Regions from separate parts of the Xenopus laevis genome. Here region 2 is linked to region 1. Evidence: chromatin contacts called from public Hi-C data. All regions are on one chromosome and are shown on one strand. The core of a region is the stretch at or near the end of the contact, and the rest is flanking DNA. Distances in the headings are between cores, read along the strand shown. Region 1 has its middle 6.8 kb from the start of lysmd2.L. Region 2 holds the start of scg3.L (secretogranin III L homeolog).

Region 1 (7,824 bases), core at 1,635-4,134:
TGCTTGAAGTAGCCACTTATTATTGCAAATGTCCAAGGAAGCAAAATAAAGACAAAAGAGATCCTCTAATGCCCTAGACTTGAGCCCACCCTAAAACAAATGTGGCATACCCCTCAAATTGGGAAAAAAAAAATTAATACAAATAGTTAGATCCCGTTTTAAAATATGAAAAAAGCCAGCGTTTTTAGAACTTTTATGACTTTTCGAGATACTGGACATGATTTCACTAACATAAGATTGAGGAGGATGTAGCTCCATCTTATCTAAGGTGGTCGAAGGAAACTCTGGCAAAAGAGGTAATGTTCTGTAAAATTCGCACTTTACTAAATTTGCAGAGTAACAATCGTTTGCCTGAGCGAAAATTTGTCTGGCGCTAGGGTGCAAAACTACGCTAGCAACGGTCTCTTTCACTAGCGAATTGTCCTCTACGCTTATTAGTAAATTGCCGATGTCCCTGCAGATATGATTTCTGGCGAATTGTCGCTAGCAACGGCCACTTCGCCCTTTAGTAAATCTGCGAATATGTGGCCAGTGTTAAAGCAGCTGGGGGCAACCCTAATAGGGTGATCTTCTGCTTCACTAACTATAGTTTCGTGCCCATTTGCTGGCGTGTGCTGGGAAAGGTACAGTGCTGGGAGCCACTGCCTCAATTCCACCTGGTGCCATAGACTGGTCCATTGCATGGTATCCGACTGATAGGGCCACATGCTGAATAGAAATATACCATACAATGGAAAAAATATGGTATGGCCACCTTGTTCTACTCATTTTGGGCTGAACAACAGGAAGTGAAGGGAATCGTCTGCAGTGCTGCATAGCAATAAACATTTACAAGGCATAATAAACATCTTTAAAAGGGCTGTTACTAACCACTACAAGGAAGTTGCAGCTTCTCTTAATTTCTTCATTTATGTCAACTACAGGCTTGGATTGGTATCTTTAGATGCTGCCAAATGCCAAAGGGGTTGCTGCAAGATGCTATAAACAGCCACTTGTTACTAAGCCTGTGGAGGGATGTTTGAGCCTGTTTTGTTTACTTGAAATGCCAGTCACAGTCCCGCTTCTTTGTGTACCCAACCTTCTCAGTATTATGCATGAAAAAAGGTGGTAAACCTAACTGACTGATATCCATAGTACACAAATATTGCAAAAAATAAGAATAAATATATCAGAGGTAAGGATTTTATTGTGGTTAAGGCAGGGTTTCTTATCCTGATCAGTTTTCTTGGCAATGTTTACCCCACGGGTGACTAAGTTATCATTCTTTACCCCTCATATATAGTTGTGTTAGTTATCTACAGTTACAGGTATGTGTAGGCAGGTGAAAAATGGATATCCCTGTTTCCTGGGTTAATAAGAACTCATTTTTTCTAGGAGTTATAGGCTGAGGTCTGACAATTGTCAGAAAAATATAACCATAAAAATATTATAGAGAAAAAGAACCCCGCCTGTGACTCATAAATAAAATATCAAGTATTAATCAACTGGTGCCCTGCAAAATTCAACAACCTTTGAATAGGACATTTTTTATACGGTTAAAGATCAAAATCTGTTCGTTAGAAAACTACTTCTGAAAAAGTATTTTGATAAGGATGTTGGAGAAGGGACTCACAGAAATGGAAATAAGGGCACTACAGGATTTAGAAGAATTACTATTGGAGAATTCAGATGAGGCACCAGATAACATTATTTCGATCCCCTCAGCAGAGGACTGGATTAAGAAACTTAGCAGCAAACATTTGTCCCAATGTAGCTATTTTTCTGAATTTAGTAACCAAAGATATCATATCACTCCAATCACATATATATGACAAAAATACATCCAGAGAGGAGTGGAGGGCCATTAGGGACATGCAGCAATGGAAAGATGTTCAAATTAAACCATCAGATAAAGGGGGAAATATTGTGATTTTGCCAAATAACATTTATCTAGATGAAGCTAATAAACAACTGGCTCCGATCAGTTATAAAGAAATTCTGGGGGATCCCACAGAAAACTTTTAAGAAATATATAACATCATATTAAAGGATGCCTTTAAAGGGATCCTGTCATCAGAAAACATGTTTTTTTTCCAAAACGCATCAGTTAATAGTGCTACTCCAGCAGAATTCTGCACTGAAATCCATTTCTCAAAAGAGCAAACAGATTTTTTTATAGTCACATGACTTGGGGCAGCTGGGAAATTGACAATATGTCTAGCCCCATGTCAGATTTCAAAATTGAATATAAAAAAATCTGTTTGCTCTTTTTAGTGCAGAATTCTGCTGGAGCAGCACTATTAACTGATTCATTTTGAAAACATTTTTCTTTCCCATGACAGTATCCCTTTAATGATAACTAAATCTCTAAAAAAGAGAAATTATTTCTAACAGTTAATAATTCAAGAACGGCAACATTTTATTTATTTCCCAAAGTTCATAAGAACATAGAAAAAACCCCAGGGAGACCCATAGTTTACGGGACAGCTCCACCCTCTATTGTTTCTATCAACTTTTTAATGGATTTTCAGCAAGTGGTTTTCAACCACTAATATTTATGGTCATAATAATGTTATACTATTTCCCTTTTTTAATTAGATGCTTATAGAATTTTTATGAGTTTGTTATATGAAATTGAAATTCATGTATATTGTACCCTCATGAATTAAGTACCCTTTTTTAATGATAGAATTCTAATTAATTCACATATGCACTGATCAGCACTTTATTTAATTAACTGAACTAGGTATCAAATTGAATTTGAATTTGGTTTTGCATAACACAAGAGATGCTAAATGTTGTACTGGGCCCCAGAGGAAAGGGAGGGTTTCTGAAGGTGGCCCCTGCAGTGGTCAAGATTCCTCTATGTCACTTTTGATATGCAATTAGGCTGAATGCAGTAGGCTGCTAATGGTTTTCTACCTCTCACTTGTGTCTTTAGCACTGGCAAATGGCCAACAATGCAGATGGGACAGATATTCCCCACTGACATAGCATTTTGCTGAGTCAATGCTGCCTACAGAATGCATAGAAATACATCCATCACATACTTATGGACTGCATAGATTGCAACCAACTCAGCATACCTCGTGTTTCATTGCAGTTTACAAGCTGACTGCAGCATTCCAACTGCAATGTGAACAAGGCACCATCATGGGCTCACACAAGCCTTTAATTTAGTCTCTCTCTCTCTCATTTAGGTAAAAGGAAATTATTAATAAGCAATATGAATCTTACAGCACAATGCTAGCAAAAATACATGTAAAAAATGTACGTAAATGTAGTAAGCGATCATTTAGGACTGCAAGTGCAGTGTGCAAACTGCAGTTTGGGACTAATCTGCCTATTATTTCAGTATCATTGCAGCCCTGAGGGGACGTTGTGCTTGGTACAATTGCATTGGATTAAATGTTTTAAAGGTAAGATGGGTGCATCTGGTGGCATATATCACATCAAGGAATCACCTGAGAAAGTCATGATGTGGGCAGATGCAGAGCGCTCCAGAATCCTAGCCAGGGTGTATTTAGAAATAATTCACGAGTTGCTCTCTAATTGAAATGTGACCATGCTGCCTTTATTGTGCTTACAGGGAAACATCTTGGGCTTACAAGAGGTGAGAAGAGTCTGGGGTTGCCAACGAGAAGGCAGTGGGACACATCTAGCTTAAAAGAATTCACATAGAAAAAAACACCAATGACCACTGTCAATTATACAGCAGATTACACCAGTTTTTAGCACTTGTTCTGGCCTGAATTTGGCCAAGTTAGGTGATGCCAAGTTGCAGGTGGTAATATATTGCTGTAATTTTTGTTAGTCTGCCATGTAAAGCAAACATCTTTATAAGAAAGCCAATTATCCGTTTGTTCTGATTGAGCTCTGCCATTGCTATTCATACCTTTAAGTTAACTCATTCATAAGTACAACCACTGAACTTTATACATTTAGCATGTACTTTGTAACATTTTTTAACCAGTATGGTGAATTATATGAACACACATGGGTATTTCTAAGAACCTAAGTGCCACCACCACATATTAATTCATTTTAAAAGATTTGTGAGCTCTCTCAATTTACTGGTGTGACAAGTCATACAGTTTTATAAAGCTGTTTAAGCAGAAACTGAAGTTTATTTATATGCAGGTGTTGAAATATTTTCCATCCCGCAGCTAACTAGTGCAATAGTTGTAGCTTCACAATGAGCTATATTTTCCAGTTTGCTCCTGAGTACACATTAACCAGGATGTTATGCAGCTGTCCAACATTGTGTGTTTGAAGTGCAACAAAGCAGAATATTTAAATTTGAGAACCAGTTTCCCCATAATGGGTGTAAAGGATATGTGTACAGGAAAATAGAATGGCAAATGCCTTGTCTTGCCTCCTGTTTAAATCAGGAACAAATGCTCACTATTTTTTTTGTTGTTTGTATTACTACAGTATTTTATTGAAGGTTCAAAAGTCACTGAAATTGCAGATATTTCGCTATTAATACTGGTGAATGTTTAAGAAAACATTTTTGCAACATAATTTAGTGCAATTAACTATTTTATTTTTGCTCATCTATATTGTGTGTATGGCTATTACATACCATCCATAGACTCCTTTGTTTATTTGAAATCCCAAAATATTTGGAATATTTTTTATTTCCCAAACCGTAATTTCATGAGGAATAGGGAAATATAGACCCTTAGATGAATCCATGTTTGTGGTGTTTAAACGAATGGCCTGTAGAGGTCACTGTGCTCATACTTATACTGTGCATACTTCCTCGTAGCTTAAAAGTGAAAGCTTACTGTTGTGTAATGCCTGCATGAGTCTCTGCTAATAAAGCACTGTTATACTCTACTGATCCTCGGCTACCCAAAACATAACAATGTTCTCTCATATTCTGTCTCAGGGGACTGCCTAATTCCGTAGGCTCTATGACCAAAATTCACTAAAGGACGAAACGCCTAACGCTAGCGTGAATTCGCCAGCGTATCGCAATTTCGTTAATTCGCCGATTCACTAACGGACGCTGAATTTGCGCAGGATAGTGAATTCGGGCCTATATGACTTTCTGTGGTTTCTTATGATAATTCTTAGAAAAGAGAAAGATATTCTGGTAGTACAGTAACAGCTCCATTGCTCTTACAAGCAAGGGGAAATTGTATACCCATCTCAGTCTCTACTAAAATATTTACTTGTCTCGTATTTATCTGATTTGGCATTGGGCATCCCATCCAACACATTTTATATGTACTTCAATAATACTTTCTGTAATGTGAGCAAAGAACTGCACCAGGGATTTTATGTTAAAGGAACATACTGGCAGATAGTAAAGGTGCCGGGAAGTGCAGTTTACTGGATGTCAGAGGTTCCATTTCATATTCTGCTGTTCCTCCATTACCAGAGAAATTACGCTACAGTGCATTTATAAGGGTCCTTACACATGGGTGTTTGTACCTGTGTCCTCCATGGTTAATCCTTCATCAAATTGTGTTCCACCTGTGTTTGGCGCTTACATGCACCTCCTGTTGTTTCTGAGGTTCCCAGCAGTAGAATGCATGATGGATTAACCACCTATGTGTAAGAGACCTAATACAGACAAATTATAGGTATGGCATGTACTATCTGGAGTACTTGGGACTAGGGTTGCCACCTTTTCTGGAAAAAATATCGGCCTTCCTATATATTTATCTTTTTTCCCTATTAATAACATTGGGATCAACCATCATTTTTACTGGCCAGGCCGGTAAAATACCGGCCAGTTGGCAACCCTACTTGGGACCGGGGATTTCTGGATAAAGGATATTTCTGTGGAGCAGCAAACCTTTAGTAAATTGTGAGTTGTTGTAAACACTCGGCTATTCGTTTGATGTTTGATTTTGCAGCTTTGTGCAGGAGAAAATAGGAAAAGTTTTTGTGCCCTCATGTGGTAATTTGTGATCATTGCATTAGAAGACACACTGTAGCAGTGCTGCATATACCAGCTAGTAATAACACATCAGCGCTAAAAAGTAAGATGGTTTATAATTCGTACAAGTGTTATAACTAGAATTAATACTCTACTGTATATTTCCTTTTTGGAAAAAGACTCAAGCTAGTGCCATGCATTTGCATATAATATAAAGAATATTGTCACACGCTGCTGTACAACTGATGCATTACATTGAACTGATATATCATTTGGAAAGTTAATGGTGAATAACATAATGTATGCTTGAAGAATTATATAAACCTAATTTCCTTCACGTTATAACATTAAGTTGGCCAAGTGTTCATTAAGGTTTAACCCCTATACAAATATGCTTCAGCGTAGCCATTATGCAGAAATGACCGGCCCTCTGCATGCTTGCACTGACTTATTCAGCATTCTTTTGCTACATCATAACATTAATGGAACACACAATAATTTTCATGGTTTCATAGTAAGACAACAGCTTTTCACAAGAACTATACTGTATATAGAGGGCATAGCGTTCTTATGATTGATCAGAGGCAAACAAACCTAACATCACCATATGTAATGCCAAGCATTGACTGGAGTTGGGTCACTGCTGTTGCACTCTGGAGTCATGGAAACACAACTTCTAGAGTAATAAAACCCTAACCCTATAGCATACAATGGCATTCTTGACAGTTCCTCTCTTCCTACTTTATGACAACTATAATAGATAATAGATCTTTGCTTTTTTTTTTATATAGCTGGCTGACTACTTGGTCCCTCCAGACTGAGATGGCATCTTATAAACCCCTGTATGCGGCTTAAAGACTGGTCTGACCAACCAATATATCTGTCTGGTCAGTCCTTGTCTGGGCCCTGCTGTATGATTGTAAGCATACCTGGTGGCCGCATAGTGGGGCGGCGGGGATGCCTGTCTTTCTCCATGTGGGGATGCCCGCATCTTCAGTTATTGGCACAATCTCTCTCTCTCCTGCGCATGGCTCTTCTGAGTTTTGGCACGCACATCCATTCGCCTGTGCGAATCGGCAAAGTAGGTTTTTCTATGTTTATAGTTTTACAGAAACAATACAAGATACATTGTTTCATGGATAGATTTAGCTACCTGCTGCTGCAGTTTAAATATTATCTATTGGAACTGGGTTGTCTCCGCTTATAATCATTTTGCATGTTTTAAAAAGAGTTTTCTGTTACAACATTAATAATGTTTTTCTTTAAAAAGCAACTTACCTGCAAGTATTATTTATTTAGCCATAAAGGCATTTAATTCTATTAATATGTACAATATAAAGCTATATTTTAATGTGTGAGAAAATTATTTAATATATAAATTTAAAATATCCCCCTATGTATCTGAGTCTGTACCCACCAGTACTGTCTGTATGTAGTGCTGTTTACACAGGCTACATTTCCTACATTCTATCAGCCCTATACTAATGGAGAGAGGGGGGTTTCACAGTTTAGTTTTCACTTACCTGAGAAGATTGGTGCAAATATACAAATGTGCATTTTATATCTGCAATTGCTGATATGCAAGTCTTTTTACATATTCAAACATGAAGCCCTGCTTCTTCTTTAATAGCCTACATTGGAATACTTTATTGAGAGACGTGCATTGTACACTAGGCGGGGGCAGATTTATCAAGGGTCGAATTTCGAAGTGTAAAAAACTTCGAAATTTGACCATCGAATGGCATTAATTCGATATTCGAAATTGAAGTTTTTTTATCGAATTTGGCCATATTCGGTCGTAGTAAAATCGTTCGATCGTACGATGAAATCCTTCGAATTGAACGATTTAATTGATCGATTGAACGATTTTACTTCGACTTCTAAAAACTTAGCCAAATGTTGACTATAGGTTCTAGGAGGTCCCCATAGGCTAACATAGCAATTCTGCAGGT
Region 2 (7,824 bases), core at 2,147-4,646, 50 kb before region 1:
AATGCCCCACGCAGTGGGCAAAGTGCAAAGAATGCAGCCTTTTTATGCACTCTGCATACTGTGTGGAGCATTGAGTGAGGTCTTTAGGTAAGAAATGCTACACTTTCTTTTTGTTTTTATTCTGTACAAGCCCATGGCCACTAGAGCCCATTAGCAGAAAAGATCGGTGCCTCCAAATATGCCCCAAGTAACTCCCCAGCTTCTTTTCTGCTTTTCTGGCCTGTGCTGTCGTCAGTTACCTGAGCTTAGGGGCTAACATTTAATATACTGTAAAATATAAAATTCACATTATAAAGCCCATTACATCAGCCCTGTAGAATCAGCTCCTATGACAAATGAATCATCTCTTTTGATTAATATGTTGATGATTTATGTTTACCCCCAAGGATAGTTTCTCTGCAGCAGCCCAGAGCACACTGAGCATGTGCAGGGTCACTGGCACTCAAAAGATAGTCTAACCAGATCCTAGATGTTAAGCTCCTGTGGCCAGATTTTAAGGCATGTGTCAGTAGTGTTATAGGCTGCTGAACCTCTGGACTAGTACAGTAACTTCAGGATATACAGTCCAGCATTGCTACCCATATTCTTTTTTAGGGGTTAATTTCTCCTTTAACTCTTATTTAACAAACAATGACTTGTCTTATGAAACACCTAATACTGATTGGATACATTTGTCAGGTTGGGATAGATGTGCTACAATCACATTTTAATTGTAGAAGAAATATTTATTGGTGTTTACTTCTTATAATACATATTATTATTGTTTATGGATAATATAATTGTTTTGTTAAGTGATTCCTTTATGGAATTCATTGTTGTGCAAACCCCATCTGAAATAAATACCCTGTACTAGTGGAACTCAGCTCAGCCTTGTGCCAAAAAGGTATACAGGTGTTTAGGGGAGGCCGTGACACGGTGGTTATATTTAATTTTTTTAAATAATTAATTTTATTCAGTTTTTTCAATAAACTTTTTCTGTCCATGTTTAGAGGCACTCTAACCCTGTACTTCTATTTTCATGGCATAATAACCAGTACCCATAAAACTGTATCTTGGAAAAAATAAAGTAATTGAACATGTTATAGATTTTTGTTTACAAAAATTGAAGCTCACTCAAATAACTGATTCCAGTACAAAAAACATAACAAACAAAATAACTGCCTTTTGCACAAATTCTGCCCGTAGAGAGACAAAATTTCTGGTGATTTTAATAGAGGGAGCTCTAATACATCTTCTATGCAAAAGGAGCCCCCTTATAAGATATATTGGATCATTCACCTGACACCCAACTCCTGAATGAAGGCAGACTGAAGAGGAACAGATGCTGAGAGAGGGATAGTGAAGATAAACTTGATTTTTTCAGAAATGGTACAGAATTTTTAATTGATTACATTTAGAAAGTTTCTTATTTCAGTATGCTGAAGCTTATATTCAATTTTCATTTTCACGAGAGTTCCCCTTTAAGGTAGTGGGAATTAATTTAAATGCAAACCATGCATTGAAACTAAGTGTGATATTGCCTCACTTTATTTGAATATCTGTATGAACAGCATAATCATCAGTCTGACAGCTGTGCTGCCTCATATATTGCTAGGCATCTAGCTAGGCATTTTCACTTAATTTGCCTGTATCTACTATTCCAGTATGTTAGCTCTGTTGTTTACATTACTGAATGATTTATTGGACTTCAGAGCTGTGGAGACAACAGAATTCTGTAATCTGATCCACAGCAGGTGCCACTGTAGCTCTGTTTAAAAAAGTCCTGTCAGCTGCAATATGACTAAATTGCCCACTATCAATGTAAAAAAAAATAGATCAAATGAGAGTTATTTCAAATGTTCTTTTCAGTTAAAATGAAGTTTCTCAGATGCTGAAGTGCTGCAAAGCAAGGAGTATATTCCCTATCACAAGACCAGTTTGTATATGGGTGGCGCTTGACAGTCACCCCTTACAGTGCAGCTACATATGTGCATCTTTAAAGGGAGACTGTCATGGGAAACCATGTTTTCACAAAATGCATCAGTTTTTTAAAAATTCAAACTGATTTTTTTATATTTATGTTATGGAGTCCCAAACCCAGAACTGGCACCAAGGTCCTGGTTGCGGCTCACTATTCCGCTTATATCAACCACCTTTCGCTTCGGGAGGAGACCTCTGCTACACGGGTGCCGCCAGGTCTTAACATGAGAGGACCAATGAGAGAAGGAATCGGCCGAATCTGAATCCTGAATCCTGCTGAAAAGGTCGAATCCTGGCCGAATCCCGATTCCCTAGTAAAAATCCATGTCCCACTGTGACTCCTTCAGTTACATTGAATAGAAACAATTGCCTGTCAGAAAGCTGTTCCAAACTGCAGCGTTGGACTGGCCCACCTGGATACCAGAAAAACTCAGGTGTCAGTGGGCCCTCTTGCTTATTTTATGATCATTCCCTGTTTCTTCATGGGAAAAAATGTTTAATAAAGGAAGAATATAGTAAATATATATATATATATATATATATATATATATATATATAGACAAATATATGAGTCCTCTGCACTCAACTCATTATCAATATATTTAAGACAGACAGATTTTGTGCATACTGCTACTGAAAAATGCCTTACCCTTTAAACAAAACAGGGATTGTTTATCCATATAGTGCAATATATTTAAGCTGGCCAACTACGTCAAAGTCATCCCATATCTGGCCAGTCCTATGCTCAATTTTATCTATATATATACTTGTTGGTTCAGGAATTAAATTTTACATGGTACAATTAATTGTTTGCAGTGTCAACAGTGTAAAACTACACCATAAAAATCATGATCGAATCCCTTTAAATTCTAACCTGTCAGTCATTTTCCCCAAACTTTTGCTTAATATATCTGCAGCATGGGAAGAAAAAAAAGACTTTGAACGTCTCAAATCCAGAACACAAAGGGACTGATCATCGTCCAATCGCAGCTCAGGCAGGTTCCAATCAGAAGGGGTTTTACAGATCCTGTTTGGGAAGCGTAAAAGTGGGGATGTCACGTAAAGCAGCATTGGTGGTGGCGGGTGGCTCTGTGCAGGGAACTGACGAGCTGGGAAGGGAATAGGGAAGCCAGGTGACGCAGACTGGATCATTGATTTTTGATTTCCGAGCGATTTTTCTCCAGCTGTCAGCAAGAAAAGGCACTGGAGTATGTACAGTTAGATGTTATCTAGCGATGAACAATAGAGGCTGCTGCAATTAGCGGCTATATCTCCAGGCACCAGTGCGCTCCCTACAGCAGCATCAGCTTCAGCACCACAAGCTCTGGACAGCTCCTCTCTCACCTCCAGTGAAACGCGTCTCTCCATAGCGGGAAGCTCTGTCCTTCTATTTGCAACTCCCAGCAGTCCCAAGGGGAGTTTCTACTGAGTCCGGCTGAGCACCAGGGAAGGTACTTCCATAACAGATGGGTCCAAAATATGTTTTTATTACTGCCATCATCGGGGTTTTCGTCCACGTCCAGGGTTTCCCCAACCCCAGCATTAAGCAAGGTAAGTGAATGATTTGTCTTCAAAAAGGGAAAACTGTCTATGGCAGAATGAATGGAAGTTCAGTTCTAAGCAACTGTCCCATTTATATGAATGACACATTTCCACTTGCATTATTTGTAGATGTAACTGCTACTGAAAGCAATATCTGCATGTGTATATTCTCTGCACTGCACCCTTTCATTTCTGAGCCATGTAGCAGAGGCCAGCTGATTAAACAGACCTCTGTTATTTTGTTTCAAGAGTCAGACCCAATTGGGTAAACCAGTAGTTGCCATTGCATTTATAAACAGCCTTAAACCATTGGACGTTTTTAATGGCTCTATATGATAAAGTCGCTCAGAACGTGAATTTTCTTTTATAAAGAAAAACAAATCAGTTTTGAGTGCTGTTCCCCTTTAATATTGTTAATGTTTAATACAAAAAGCAAATGTAACACAAAAATACAAAAGCGAAACGATGGCACCGATAAAGCTTGGCTGAAATGCATGATACAATGAGCTTGTGGCTTTGTACGAAAATGGGATATTTATTTGTAGAAACCTGCCTGACCGACGGACTCCAAGAGTTTTAATGGAGCGGATGCAGACGGTGGCTGGGAGACTGTGGAAAATGCAATGTTCTTTTTAATCTTCTTATTAAACTAATCTGATTATGGTGGATATAACTGTCTAGTAAACATTCCATATATCAGTTTTAGGCACAATTTCAATATTTTATACATTTGGAAGATATGAATAACATGGAGAAGCAGCAATGGGACCTACACCAAATTTTCTTAGCACTTTAAACTGTACATGGCGTAAATGTTGGTTAACTTACATTTGCTTCATATCTGTATTATTGTTTTTTTCTGCAATCATATTTGTCATAGCTTTATATTTTCCTAAGCTGTGCCAAAAACGAGCTTAAACATATTGTATTTTTTCTTACATACATAAGAATTTGTTCCCACAAGGAAAAATAGAGTTTGTACAAATGACACATAAGGTATATTCCCTGTATAATTGTAATACCATTCCCACTATGAAACACAAATTACAAAACCCTAACATTCTGTGTTTAAAGCTATACTGACATATTTTGAACACAAGCGCATAGTGAATTCACTGGACTAAGATATTCCTCATACAAGTAGACAAATGTAGGTAATTAGTTGACACTGTATTTTAATACTTCTGAACTACAATACCCTATTGAAAGCTGTTGTGACATGTTGAAGAGTGTAGTTCCGAGCAAGTCCTGAGATCCGATTATATTATTACAAGTCGCTGACTGACCAGTTGGCACCACCTCAGTCCATAACTATAGCCTCTATAAAAAAGTTATTGGACTGACAAATAGCATATTAGGTGTCTTATTCCTTGGAAACGTGAGACATTATATCATTTTATTTCACCCATGATGCCTCATGTTCCAGTGTCCAAAGAAACAGGCTTAGGAAATAATTATGTAATTATGAGATAATTTAGGACCTCGTCTCTTGTCTCTGTTAGATAAAGATGTACACAACAGGGAGTTAAGTGAAGAGAGACCTCTGGAAGAACAGGTAAGGGAAATTTCCATTTTAATGTCCAGTTATTTACAGCAGAAATAAAAAAACAATTCTGTGGATTGAAAATGTTCCATTCATTTACATTCTGAATGATTTGTGCTGAAATGTGTTCTTGGTGACAGGCTCTACCTGACAAAACTGAGAGCGCTGTTGTCTATCAACCTCTATAATAGTGCAATAGTCTCATAAGACGTATGGCAAGATCACACACAGACATTGCAGCATATAAATGTAACTGGCTAAAACAGGAATCATTGTTTCTTATAGCAATAAAGATCACAAGACTTTGCACAGTAGAAACAATTAAACATTTTTATAGCAAAATACGAGAAACATCTGTAATTTCCCACAAGGGACAATGATCTAAAGTTTAGTTTTGCATGATTGCAGCACTATGTGTCCATAGCTGAATTAAATAAAAGGTTAGGAGAGAAGGGAAAAAAGACTGGGGTTACTTGGGATGAACATAAGTTGTTTCAGCATAGTACTTTGTATGTAGCTCTGGTTAGGGCAGGGGAGATGAGCCCACATGATATGGAGTGAAAGCTCACGGCTGTTGGCTGCAGTTAACACTGACATATTCCCATGTGATTGCTGTAGAGGATTGACCACAGGCCACAACATCATGTCATAGGAAAAAGTCACTCAAATGGCTGCAACCTAACTACAGCATTTGGGGAGTACTGTATGCCACTCCAATCAGCAGGTTCCATTTACAGGTAAAAACAAACATTATATTGGTTGCTATGGGTTACTGTTTGAATAAAGTTTGAATCTTTTCATTAAATTTCCCCTACGAGATCTGAGCATCAGTCTCATCTTTCACCAGCGAAAATGGGGAAAAAGCACAAATACATCAGCCTTTATAGATTACATTTTTGGCTAACTTAATTTAATAGAAAAAAAATGATTTTACCCAGTTTTTCTTTTTAACTGAATCGTTCCTTTAAGCTGTCCAGAATCTAAATATAAAATCAAGAAGATTTACGAGCCGTTACTTAGAAATGAATGACCTAGGCACATTTCCTATCAATAATGACATTGCATACTTATCACATTCCAGAAAGGCAGCGGAAATGTATTTTAACCTCTAACAGCCTGACAGCACTACATTTTTTTTCCCACACAATATCTGTACAATTATTTTTGTAACACTTAGTGCAGAGGTATAGTATTCAGTATGAGACAACTGTACAGATAAGACTATATAGATCCTTAAAATAAACCTTTTCTCCTTTTCTCTCTCAAAGATTGCAGAGGCAGACACTGTGAGCAGAGGCACAAGCACAGGTAAGTGAAGAGTGAACAATTTAAAGGACAAGTAATAAATCAGTAAGAAAAATCCAATGCCATATTGTGTTGCCATTTTGCAGAAAACCAAGAGATGCTAAAAAATGATTCTTTTGCTGATGATCTTGGGTTTTTGATGTCAATGGGAGAAAAAGATGGTGATGTGAAGAGAAGTGGAAGCACAAGAGGCTCTTTCGGTAGTAACAGAGGTACCCTGGATGATGCTGATTCAACCAAGAACCTAAAGCTTGCTGAGTATTTTGATACCACTAAAAGCATGCCGGATTATAAATATGAAGGTATTTGTAACACTCTATAGCCTTCCCACATGCATTATTAATGTCATATTTGTTATTTTATGCATATGCAGCTAGATTAACTTGTTCTTAGCAATATCTATTGCTGTGTTTGATTCTAGCCTTGTTTCTTAGTAATGTCACCCAAGAATGCCTAACCAATACCTATGTCCATTGTCAGGATCCAACCTGATGAAGATCAAACAAGGATCAAAACTCATAGATATGTTGCACAATGTGAATAAAAAGTGTGGATCTTTTTGGATTTAACCATGAGTGCTTTCATCTCTTGTATGTATATATATATATATATATATATATATATATATATATATATATATATATAACAAATACTCATTAATTATGTTATCATACATGCACCACATTTTAAGGATGTATTCTTAGTGATGCAGTGAAGAATGTGTGCTACTCAATAGTAAGTTCATAAATAGGGGTCATTTACTGACATAAGTGAACGAGTACCAAGGGATGCAAGATCACACAACTTAGTGCTCATGCAGAAAGCACATTTGCCCAGGCTGCACTTTGCAACTCTCCTCAGTTAAAAAAAATATAATACAAGGTGCAGAGCGCAGTATTGGCCAGTGCAGGTCAGTCCTGTACTTACTACCTGCCCTATGTCCCCCATTGTGACATCAGACGCTGTCAATAACTTCTGAATCAGACACAAGGTAGGGGATAGGTTGGGAACAGATGGAGATATGCCTATGTGTGTTTTCCCTCCCGCCCCTCATAAATACAGCTCTGCCAAAATTAGGCAGCAATTTATTTAGGAGACTGGCTGCAGGTCTGTGTTCTATTCTGTTCTACAAAACATTGCGCAGAGACGTGCAGTTCATTTAGACAGGAAAGCAGGATGCAAAGCCTGCCACCGTGCTCATAAATGAGTCCTACTTAGTGATGGGCAAATCTGACCAGTTTTGCTTTGTTGAAAATTCGCAAAATGGCGAAAATTCTTCAAAATGCATTAAAGTCTATGGGCGTCAACTTTTTTTGACGTGCAACATTTTTTTCTCCCATTGGAGTCTAGGGCCGTAATTTTTGCGGTTAAACTTGACGAAAAATTTCGCTCATCACTAGTCCTAATGTCTTGTTAAATAGATAGCTCTGCATTTTCCACTTTGTGCATTTGCTGTGCTGTAGCATTTAGTACGA

What was found. A called contact is a pair of places that touch in the nucleus more often than the background predicts.
Region 2: a Hi-C map of animal cap shows a contact between it and region 1, with 4 times the contacts expected there. A contact is called at or near these places in 2 of 4 Hi-C or Micro-C datasets (the XTC cell line and animal cap).

The regions. Positions count from the first base shown.
Region 1 is chr3L:107,773,226-107,781,049 of Xenopus_laevis_v10.1, reverse strand. No RefSeq gene overlaps it. Among protein-coding and RNA genes, the nearest start is that of lysmd2.L, 6.8 kb to the left of the region's middle.
Region 2 is chr3L:107,824,037-107,831,860 of Xenopus_laevis_v10.1, reverse strand. It overlaps scg3.L (secretogranin III L homeolog), which reads left to right and starts at 3,396. Exons shown (of 12, transcript NM_001085577.1): 1 at 3,396-3,510; 2 at 5,004-5,056; 3 at 6,313-6,352; 4 at 6,436-6,651. The coding sequence starts at 3,426.